Regions from separate parts of the Zea mays genome. Here region 1 is linked to region 2. A link is a contact called in public Hi-C data. All regions are on one chromosome and are shown on one strand. The core of a region is the stretch at or near the end of the contact, and the rest is flanking DNA. Distances in the headings are between cores, read along the strand shown. Region 1 holds the start of LOC100192647 (sterol methyl transferase 2). Region 2 holds the start of LOC100273485 (putative protein kinase superfamily protein).

Region 1 (4,445 bases), core at 1,561-4,060, 640 kb after region 2:
GCACCGTTTTTTAACATTTTATGCTGATTTAATCAAATGGGCCGACAGGCTGGCCCGTCACAATCAGTAGACCGACATGACGTGCATGGGCCAGAGTTGTGGCCCACGAGCGTCTGACCCATACTGGGCCGCCGTTTGGCCATATATAGGCGTGCAACGGATTAAATTGAAATAACTGTGAGGGTTATTTATAAAAAAATCCGATTTTTAACATTTTACGCTGATTTAATCAAATGGTTCGACAGACTGACCCATCACAGTCAGCAGACCGACATGTCGTGCATGGGCCAGAGTTGTGGCCCACGAGCGTATGGCCCATGCTGGGCCGCTGTTTAGCCATATATAGGCGTGCAACGGATTAATTTGAAATAACTGTGAGGGGTTATTTATAAAAAGATGACGTGTGACGATCGTTGAAACTGGTGCTTTAAGTATAGTATAAATATGGTACTTTTGTTTTCATTTACACTATGAATTTCCTTGTGCCACTGTTTGAGCCACACCTTGATTTTCTCCATCATATGCCACTGTCTTCACACACTTTCATTGCCAATCTTTACGTACCGACAGATTAAAACAAAACTACAACCTATATTTAGAGAGTTTTTGGAAACCTCACAATTTTAGACTCTCAAATTTAGTTAGCAATTTTATAAATATGTGCTTTATCTTCAAAAGACTAGCTAAATGACTCGTCAAACCAAAGCTTAACTTTTTAATAGCAAAATTACTTTCCAACAGACTAGCCATTCAACTCACTAAGTCATCCAGCTGTCCAAATTGGCTCCCTCACTAGCCAAATTTGAATAGCCACTCTGGCTAGCCAAATTAACTTGCATGTTGGAGAGTCTGTTAGAATGATATGTATATATAGAGTTTAATCTTTATGGAGAGGTAAACTGAGAGTCAAACAAAGAGTTAAAAATAAAAAGTTCCTTGAAGATGCTAGTAGAGAGCTAAAATTTATATAACTATTGGAGCTGCTTTTACAACACCAAGCTTTTGCTACCTCGAAGGTCTAATGACGCTTTAATGAACCAGCAATCAACAAGGCACAAAAGTACTACCTCCGTTATCGAATAGTTATCGTCCGCTAATTTATTTTTAAATTAAACGCGACTAATAAAATAAACGGAGGGAGTAAGTTACTCTTTTAGTAAGGACAAAATAAAAAAAATGGGAGAAGGAAAGTGGGTCTTGACATATTAAACCGAAAGAAGCCAGTGAGCCTGCGTTGTTGTATATATACCATAAAAGTTGAAGTCCTCCATTGATCTCACGAGGAAGGTTGCTAGGGAAAAAACAACTAGTATGGCTTACGATAATACGAATGGTATAGGCAATTATTAGACCACACCTTTAGAGCTGATTTGGTGACCCGGGAGTATCGGAGGGGATTGAGGAGAAAATTAGTTCATTTCCCCCTCAATTCCCTCTAATCCTCCCGGGATCCCCTTGTCACCAAATCAAACCTTAGGTCCGTTTGAATCCTAGAATCTCATATATAATCCACTTCAGCTTAGATAATATAGATTTTTTTTAGAATCTCCAGTCCTCCAAGCGGGACCTTAGCCCCTTCGGGTGAAAACGAGAATAAAATCAATTTCATTTGGTCTTAGCTCACACTGTGCCAATTGGCAGCTAGGTTTTGGCTAGAACAACACAACAACTGCATGTAACCTGGCTTGAGGGAAACAAACTGATTGTGTGCACATGGCGCATGTACTGGCTGGTAGCATAATTGATGTGAGTAAAAAAAAGCCTGATTGGCTGGCCTCCATGTAAGGTTGCCTGGCGCCAGCAGTGCTGCAACATGGATACTAGCAAGTATAAACACACCCCTCATATTTTTGCATCAATGTAGTTTGGATTTGTAGCTAGTGCGCATGAGCTCGCAACGTAAGATCGTCTGTAGCCCATAGTTTACCTAAAACTACCGTTTTGTACAGTTTTACATTGCAGACTGTACCGTTTACGTAGTAAAGTTTGAATATAGGTATGTGTATATATAAGCTGTTGTTAGATAGTCTAACACGTAAGCATCCAACTATCTTTTGTTTGTAGATGGCTATTTTACAGAGAAGTTATGATTATGGCTTGTAAATACTTGTTTACAACACTTGGAAGAGAAACCAAGTCATAACACAATTGGTCTTATAGATGATTATCCACGCTTATATTCATAGTTTATTAAAACTAGTTTTGCATTATAAGCTATACTGTTTACATAGTAAAATTTGAATATAATTATGTGTATATATAAGCTGCCTAATACGTAACTATCCAACTATGCGTTGTCTGTATATGGCTGGTTATAACTTGTAAATACTTGTATACAGCACTTGTTGCGTTCCTCTCGATCTTTGTCCAGTCGCCGCCTGCAACGAATTCGATCGTCTAGTCAAGGATGAGACGACCACTCACTCACCACCGCAGGACGCATGCGGTTTGTCAGCAACCTTTTTCTCTCAAAGAAACATTATCTGAAGCGACGCGAGCGGGAGGTGAAGAAAGAGATAGGCGAAGGCAACTGTGCGTGGAGTGGAGGCGGCGGCCGGCGGGGTCGACGAAAGGACCAAGGCCCACGTACGGCACACATGGCAGGCTGTCCATGCCAACCGGGTCTCATCAGACTGCCAGCGAGCTAGCCGAGCTGAGCCGAGCGCCCGCGTCGTGGCCCCGGCGCCCCGTGCCGAAAACAATCTGGCTGGCTGGAGCCCACCGCCCCCAAACTTTCCTCCCTCCTCGTTTCTTCCACCTCCCTCTCCATCGCACGCGCATCTTGGCACGGCACGGCCACGACCCTTCATCTCATAAAAAAATAACTCGGCAGCCGCAAACCCTGCGGGGTGCGGGCCGCGCGTCCCCTGACGCATCCGCACTGGTCTCGGCGCAGCCGTCCGATCAGATCGCAGGCTCTCAGCACCCCTCATCTGCGCCGCACTCAGCGCTATTACTTTACTAGTATACAGTAGTACCAAAAAAAAAAATCACCTTGCTCACGCGCGCTCTGCCCCGCTTGCTATATCCTCCTAGAGCCCAGCCAAATCCCCCGACGTCCTCCTGTTCATCTCCTCTTCTCCCTCTCCTCCTCCTCCTCCTCCTCGTCCCCCTTCCTCGGGTTGGAAATTGGAATGGAGGCGGCGACGATGGCGTGGACGGCGGCGGTGGTCGGGGCGGGGCTGGTGTACTGGTTCGTGTGGGTGATGGGCGCGGCGGAGGTGAAGGGCAAGCGGGCGGTGGATCTCAAGATGGGATCCATCACGCGGGACAAGGTGCAGGACAAGTACACCCAGTACTGGTCCTTCTTCCGCCGCCCCAAGGAGACGGCCACCACGGCGGCGTCGGCGGAGAAGGTGCCGGCCTTCGTGGACACCTTCTACAACCTGGTGACCGACATCTACGAGTGGGGCTGGGGCCAGTCGTTCCACTTCTCGCCGTCCCTGCCCGGCCGCTCCCACCGCGACGCCACGCGCGTCCACGAGGAGCGCGTGGCCGACCTCCTCGGCGCCCGGCCGGGCCACCGCCTCCTCGACGTGGGCTGCGGCGTCGGCGGGCCCATGCGCGCCATCGCCGCGCACTCGGGGTCCGACGTCGTCGGCATCACCATCAACGAGTACCAGGTGAAGCGCGCCCGCGCGCACAACCGCAAGGCCGGCCTCGACTCCCCCCGCTGCGAGGTCGTCTGCGGCAACTTCCTCTCCATGCCCTTCCCGGACGCGTCCTTCGACGGCGCCTACTCCATCGAGGCCACCTGCCACGCGCCCAGGCTGCAGGACGTCTACGGCGAGGTCTACCGCGTGCTCAAGCCGGGGCGCCTCTACGTCTCCTACGAGTGGGTCACCACCCCGCTGTACCACGCCGAGGACCCGGGCCACGTCGAGTGCGTCCACGGCATCGAGCGCGGCGACGCGCTCCCGGGGCTCCGCCGCCAGGACGAGATCGCGGCCATCGCCAAGGAGGCCGGCTTCGAGGTGCTCAAGGAGCAGGACCTGGCGCTGCCCCCCGCGCTGCCCTGGTGGACGCGCCTCAAGATGGGCCGCATCGCCTACTGGCGCAACTCCATCGTCGTCCGCGTGCTCACCCTGCTCCGGATCGCGCCCAAGGGCGTCTCCGAGGTGCACGAGATGCTGTACGAGACCGCGCAGCACCTCACCCGCGGCGGCGAGACCGGCATCTTCACGCCCATGCACATGGTGCTCCTCCGCAAGCCGCCCGCCGCCGCATCCACCGAGGAGGAGGCCAAATAGTGTTTTAAGAGAAATAACCTGGCAGAAGCAGCAGCAGAGGTAAGAAGAGCGAGCTACTCGGCGACTTGAACAAGTGAAAACTTCATCTGTTAGAGAAGAAGAAGATACTACTAGGAACCATGCTTGTCTCGTTTACTCTTTTTTTTTCCTTGTCCCCATTCTTCTTCGTAGCTTTCACTTTTATTTTTTTTTGTT
Region 2 (4,402 bases), core at 72-2,571:
CTATTCTCCAACAGTTCTCTAAATGAACTTTCTAAATTTAACAACTTGTCATCTAACCTCATTTTCTCTCTACATTTGGCAACCATTTAACAACTCCCTAAACAAAAATGTTGACTGAGCATTATATAGTTTTTGTGACTTACTTTTTTATGTGGATAAATACAAAACAAAATTACAACATATATTTAGAGAACTATAGGAGAACTCACATTTTTTTACTCTACAAGCCATTTAGCAACTTCTTAAATCTGTGATTTAGAGAGCTAAAATTTACATAACTATTGAAGTTGCTCTTAGTGGCCTATTTCGCTCATGAAACACTTGTTTGGCATCGAGCTAACACCCGTGTATAAGTGACACAGTTTGGATGATTTAAGCCGCTAAAAGTGATGAATTTATCGTTGAGCTTGCATAATTCAAAAATATTTAACAATGTAAGAATTTGAAATTGTTGAGGGGTAAAATTGTTTTTGTTCTCCATATATAGTTAGCAGCTCGCTAGGTCCAACTCTAGAGCGTTTTTTTAGGGAGCTAATACAGATGCTCTCAAGCGGTGCGCGTCGGCCGAAAAGTTGCGCGGAGACCTGGCACGCCGGCGACACGGTCGCCGGATGCGCGGGGCACTGCCTTCTGATGAGTGCTCACGGCGGCGGTTCCGCATCCATCCCGGGGCATCCGCGACGTCCCAGCGTACTGTACAGAATGAACCGCCGCGAACCCATCGACAAACCCGTTGACTCCAGTGTGGGTGCGCCCGTTTGCGTGAAAAAAAAACAGGCCTCAGATTGAGGCCAACACGTACGGGTACGGGCCCGGAATGACAAAAAAAAAAAAAGGGCACGGGAGGGACGAAGACACCTGGGCAGGAGAGAATCTCGCGAAAGCCAAAACGTGTTTTTGAGCATCACGTCGATTCTCTGCTCCCACGCGCTGCTACTTTTTATTCACCCGTGCGATAGCGCAAGCAGCTTTAGCTTTACCGAGTGCTACTGTTTTTTTTCTTTCGTTCGTCAATTCAATCAGTGGCTATTGACGGTTACACAAACATCGGGCGGGTCGGTTAACCTGATGCACCAGCAGCATTATTGCAACGCTTTGCCATATGATTACTTTTAACTAAATCCACTACACTTTCATTTTTTTTACAAATAAGAGAGTACGAGTATTAATCATTAGGAGCAATAGTATCCGTCGAGCCATAGACTGATTGAGAGTGGAAATTCGTGTTAAGATGGCGGCTGCATCACAGCCAAGAACGGGACGAAACCGCCCATACAAAGGCAGAACCGCAGAAAGGGGGGCGGAGGCGGACAGAGACGCAGAAGCCAAAAGCAACCAAACCCACCCGGCCACCCCCCGAGCCCGAAGGCAGGCCTCTTTCTTCTTCTTCCTCCTCTTCCCCTGCTCGGTCGGCTACTCCTACTGTCCGGGGAACCCAGCCCAGCCCAGCACCTGAACCCCACACCACACACACAGGGTTGCCCACCCACGCCACGCACGCGCAGCCGCGGCGGAAGCCACCGGGGGGTGGGCTCCGATGGGCTGCTGCGGCTCCTCGCAGCGGGCGGGGACGCACCCGGAGAAGAAGCCGCCGGGGGCGCTCCCCCCGCACCGTCCCTCCTACTCGCTCAACCAGCACCAGGCGCCGGCGCCGCCGCCTCCCTCCGCGGCTCGCGCCGGCGCCCGCCAGGTGCCGCCGCTCAAGGAGTTCTCGCTCGCGGAGCTGCGCGCCGCCACGGCCGGCTTCGCGGCGGGGAACATCGTGTCGGAGAGCGGCGAGAAGGCGCCCAATTTCGTGTACAGGGGCCGCCTCGACGCCGGCCGCCGCGCGATCGCCGTCAAGAAGTTCACCAAGATGGCGTGGCCCGATCCCAAGCAGTTCGCGGTACGCCCCCTTCCCATCCCACCCCCCCGGAGAGCAGGGCAGCCCCTCGGGGTTCGACTGTCGCCGCCCCCGCCCTGGTTCGGGATTCAACCCGCAGCCTCTTGCGCTGAAAAGCTTTGCTTCTTCTTCTGCTCTCGCAGGAGGAGGCCAAGGGCGTCGGGAAGCTGCGCCACTGCCGCCTGGCCAACCTCATCGGCTACTGCTGCGACGGGGACGAGCGGCTGCTCGTCGCCGAGTTCATGCCCAACGACACGCTCGCCAAGCACCTCTTCCACTGTGCGTTTGCTCTTGCCGATCCTCTGCCCATTGGCCCGTTTCTGATAAAAGTCGCTTTCTGGTTGCCTGTGAGATATATCTCGCCGGCCATTTTCGGTAAATACATACAGCCTGCGAAGTTATTTGTCCTTATCGGATTCGATCCCTGATTAGTGCGGAAGTTGGGGGGGAAAAACGACGAATCCGTCTGCCATGAGCAACTGCTGGCGCTTACCAGCCTACCGCATTCGGTGTACCGAACGAATGATTGGTGATTGGGCTAGGCTTTATCATACGCACTTCCTTATCTGGGTGTTGTTGCCATGGTCGTTGTGTGAATCCATAGAAACGGATTTAGGGCGGCTGTATTAAACGCACGGTATAATTTTAACGCATCACTGTGTCCTGTGCTCACAAGTTCTGTTTTTGTTTTTGTTTGGGGGCGTGTAGAGGATTGTAGTGTGGACGAATCTTCTCTCTGTCAAACTTTTGGAAATTGATACGTATTCTAGAATGAGTATTGGAAATTAAGAAGTTCGTGTAGGAACTATATGTATGGATATGTGCTATTTGTTTTCGATGAACAACCTGACCCTAGGGTGCATGAGCAAGGTTGGGATTTGTTGGTATAAATTGCCGATTATTTAATATGGTGCTTAATTTCTTTGTAGACACTAGGGCATGTACAATCCTATTTAATATAGGGTCTCTTGATGGGTCTCTAAGGGGCTAATTGAAAAAAAATACAAGAAACGGGTTCTTAGTCGTCTCTTCACGACTTTCCATATATATATTGTCTCTTAGCTGCATTTATGATCCAGAATCTCAAAGTTGTACAATGCAGTCTCTTAGTTGTCTCTTATACATGGAAATCCTTCCAAACTGGTGCCTCAGAGTTATACATGCCCTTAGGGCTGCCATTTCTTCTTTTTGTCAACCTAGACTGCGTCCACCTTTTGTGGGAAGATGCTTTGGTAGAAGTAAGCAAGCAACTGTGGTGTAGGTCAGTTCATTATATGATACTATCTTTACTCTTATTCAGGGGAAAACCAGACAATTGAATGGGCTATGCGTCTGAGAGTTGCATACTACATCGCTGAAGCACTGGAGTATTGCAGCACTGAGGGAAGGCCTTTGTACCACGACCTAAATGCATATAGGGTCCTCTTTGATGAGGTAACTGTTCCTTTGGTTTTCACTTTTCCTTACAGCCCTCGAGTTATATGGAGAACTGCCAATAGGCTATAGTAGCTTAAAGCTAAGCAAATGCGGATAATATTGTTTTCTTTGCAAATATCTCTTGTGCAACTGCAAGTATTGATGTGTTCCTCTGACAAGGGCACCTATTGATTCCATTGACATTTTACCATCAGTGTGGAAGCTTTCTCTGAAATGTGAATTGGAAGTGGAGGGGTCTATTGCCATCTGTTTTCCACTTCTAGTAGCTGGAAGGAAATATCTATTAAAATAGAAATTACAGGTCTTTTCCATTAGGATTTCGGTAAATAGGGTATATTCAGCCATAAAAGTCACGCTTTTAGATAGTATTTATTTCATAATAGCAAACATGTTCTTTTCTCGAAAAATGATTGGAATCCTTATCAGGAATTCTCTTTGCGATGACATCGATTGCGTTTTACAGCACTTTATACGTTTCTCAAACTTTACTAATCCTGCATGGGCTAAACAACCAATATAATTTCTTTTGCAGAATGGTGATCCTCGCCTTTCATGCTTTGGCCTGATGAAAAACAGTAGGGATGGGAAAAGCTATAGCACAAATCTTGCATATACACCTCCAGAATATTTAAGAAATGGTAACATATGATTTGTCTATGACAAACTTAGCCTTCTTTGAATTGTTTAGTCAGGGTATTTAGAAGTGGGTATACATGACAGTACATGCTATTTACTGAAAATAGAATGGCTAACATTTTCGTAATGATGGGATTTCCATGGCAACCTATGCTGCTTCAGGAAGAGTAACATCAGAAAGTGTCATATTCAGCTTTGGCACTATACTGCTGGACCTCCTAAGTGGAAAGCGTATACCTCCTTCCCGTGTAAGTTTTTTTTTACCGGTAACTATTTTCTTTCCTTGTTGCACCTTATCCTAGTTCCACGGAAGTAGAGTCCCTTTCACAAAAATACCTTTGTATTTAATTCTATCCTGTACGTATCTGCTTTTGCGCAAGTGCCACCAAGTGTGTGATACCGACCATCCATCAGAGAGTATATTTTTCTTGCGAATGTGACTTGGTA

Evidence for each region. Hi-C and Micro-C count contacts between places; a contact is called where the count stands out from the background.
Region 1: a Hi-C map of ear shows a contact between it and region 2, with 1.9 times the contacts expected there. The contact joins the promoter of LOC100192647 here to the promoter of LOC100273485 in region 2. A contact is called at or near these places in 2 of 25 Hi-C or Micro-C datasets (ear and tassel).

What each region holds. Positions count from the first base shown.
Region 1 is chr1:7,978,550-7,982,994 of Zm-B73-REFERENCE-NAM-5.0, forward strand. LOC100192647 (sterol methyl transferase 2) reads left to right here and starts at 2,811. Exons shown (of 1, transcript NM_001137859.2): 1 at 2,811-4,445. The coding sequence starts at 3,135. The coding sequence ends at 4,250.
Region 2 is chr1:7,336,250-7,340,651 of Zm-B73-REFERENCE-NAM-5.0, forward strand. LOC100273485 (putative protein kinase superfamily protein) reads left to right here and starts at 1,322. Exons shown (of 9, transcript NM_001147922.1): 1 at 1,322-1,885; 2 at 2,026-2,161; 3 at 3,183-3,316; 4 at 3,852-3,957; 5 at 4,118-4,203. The coding sequence starts at 1,538.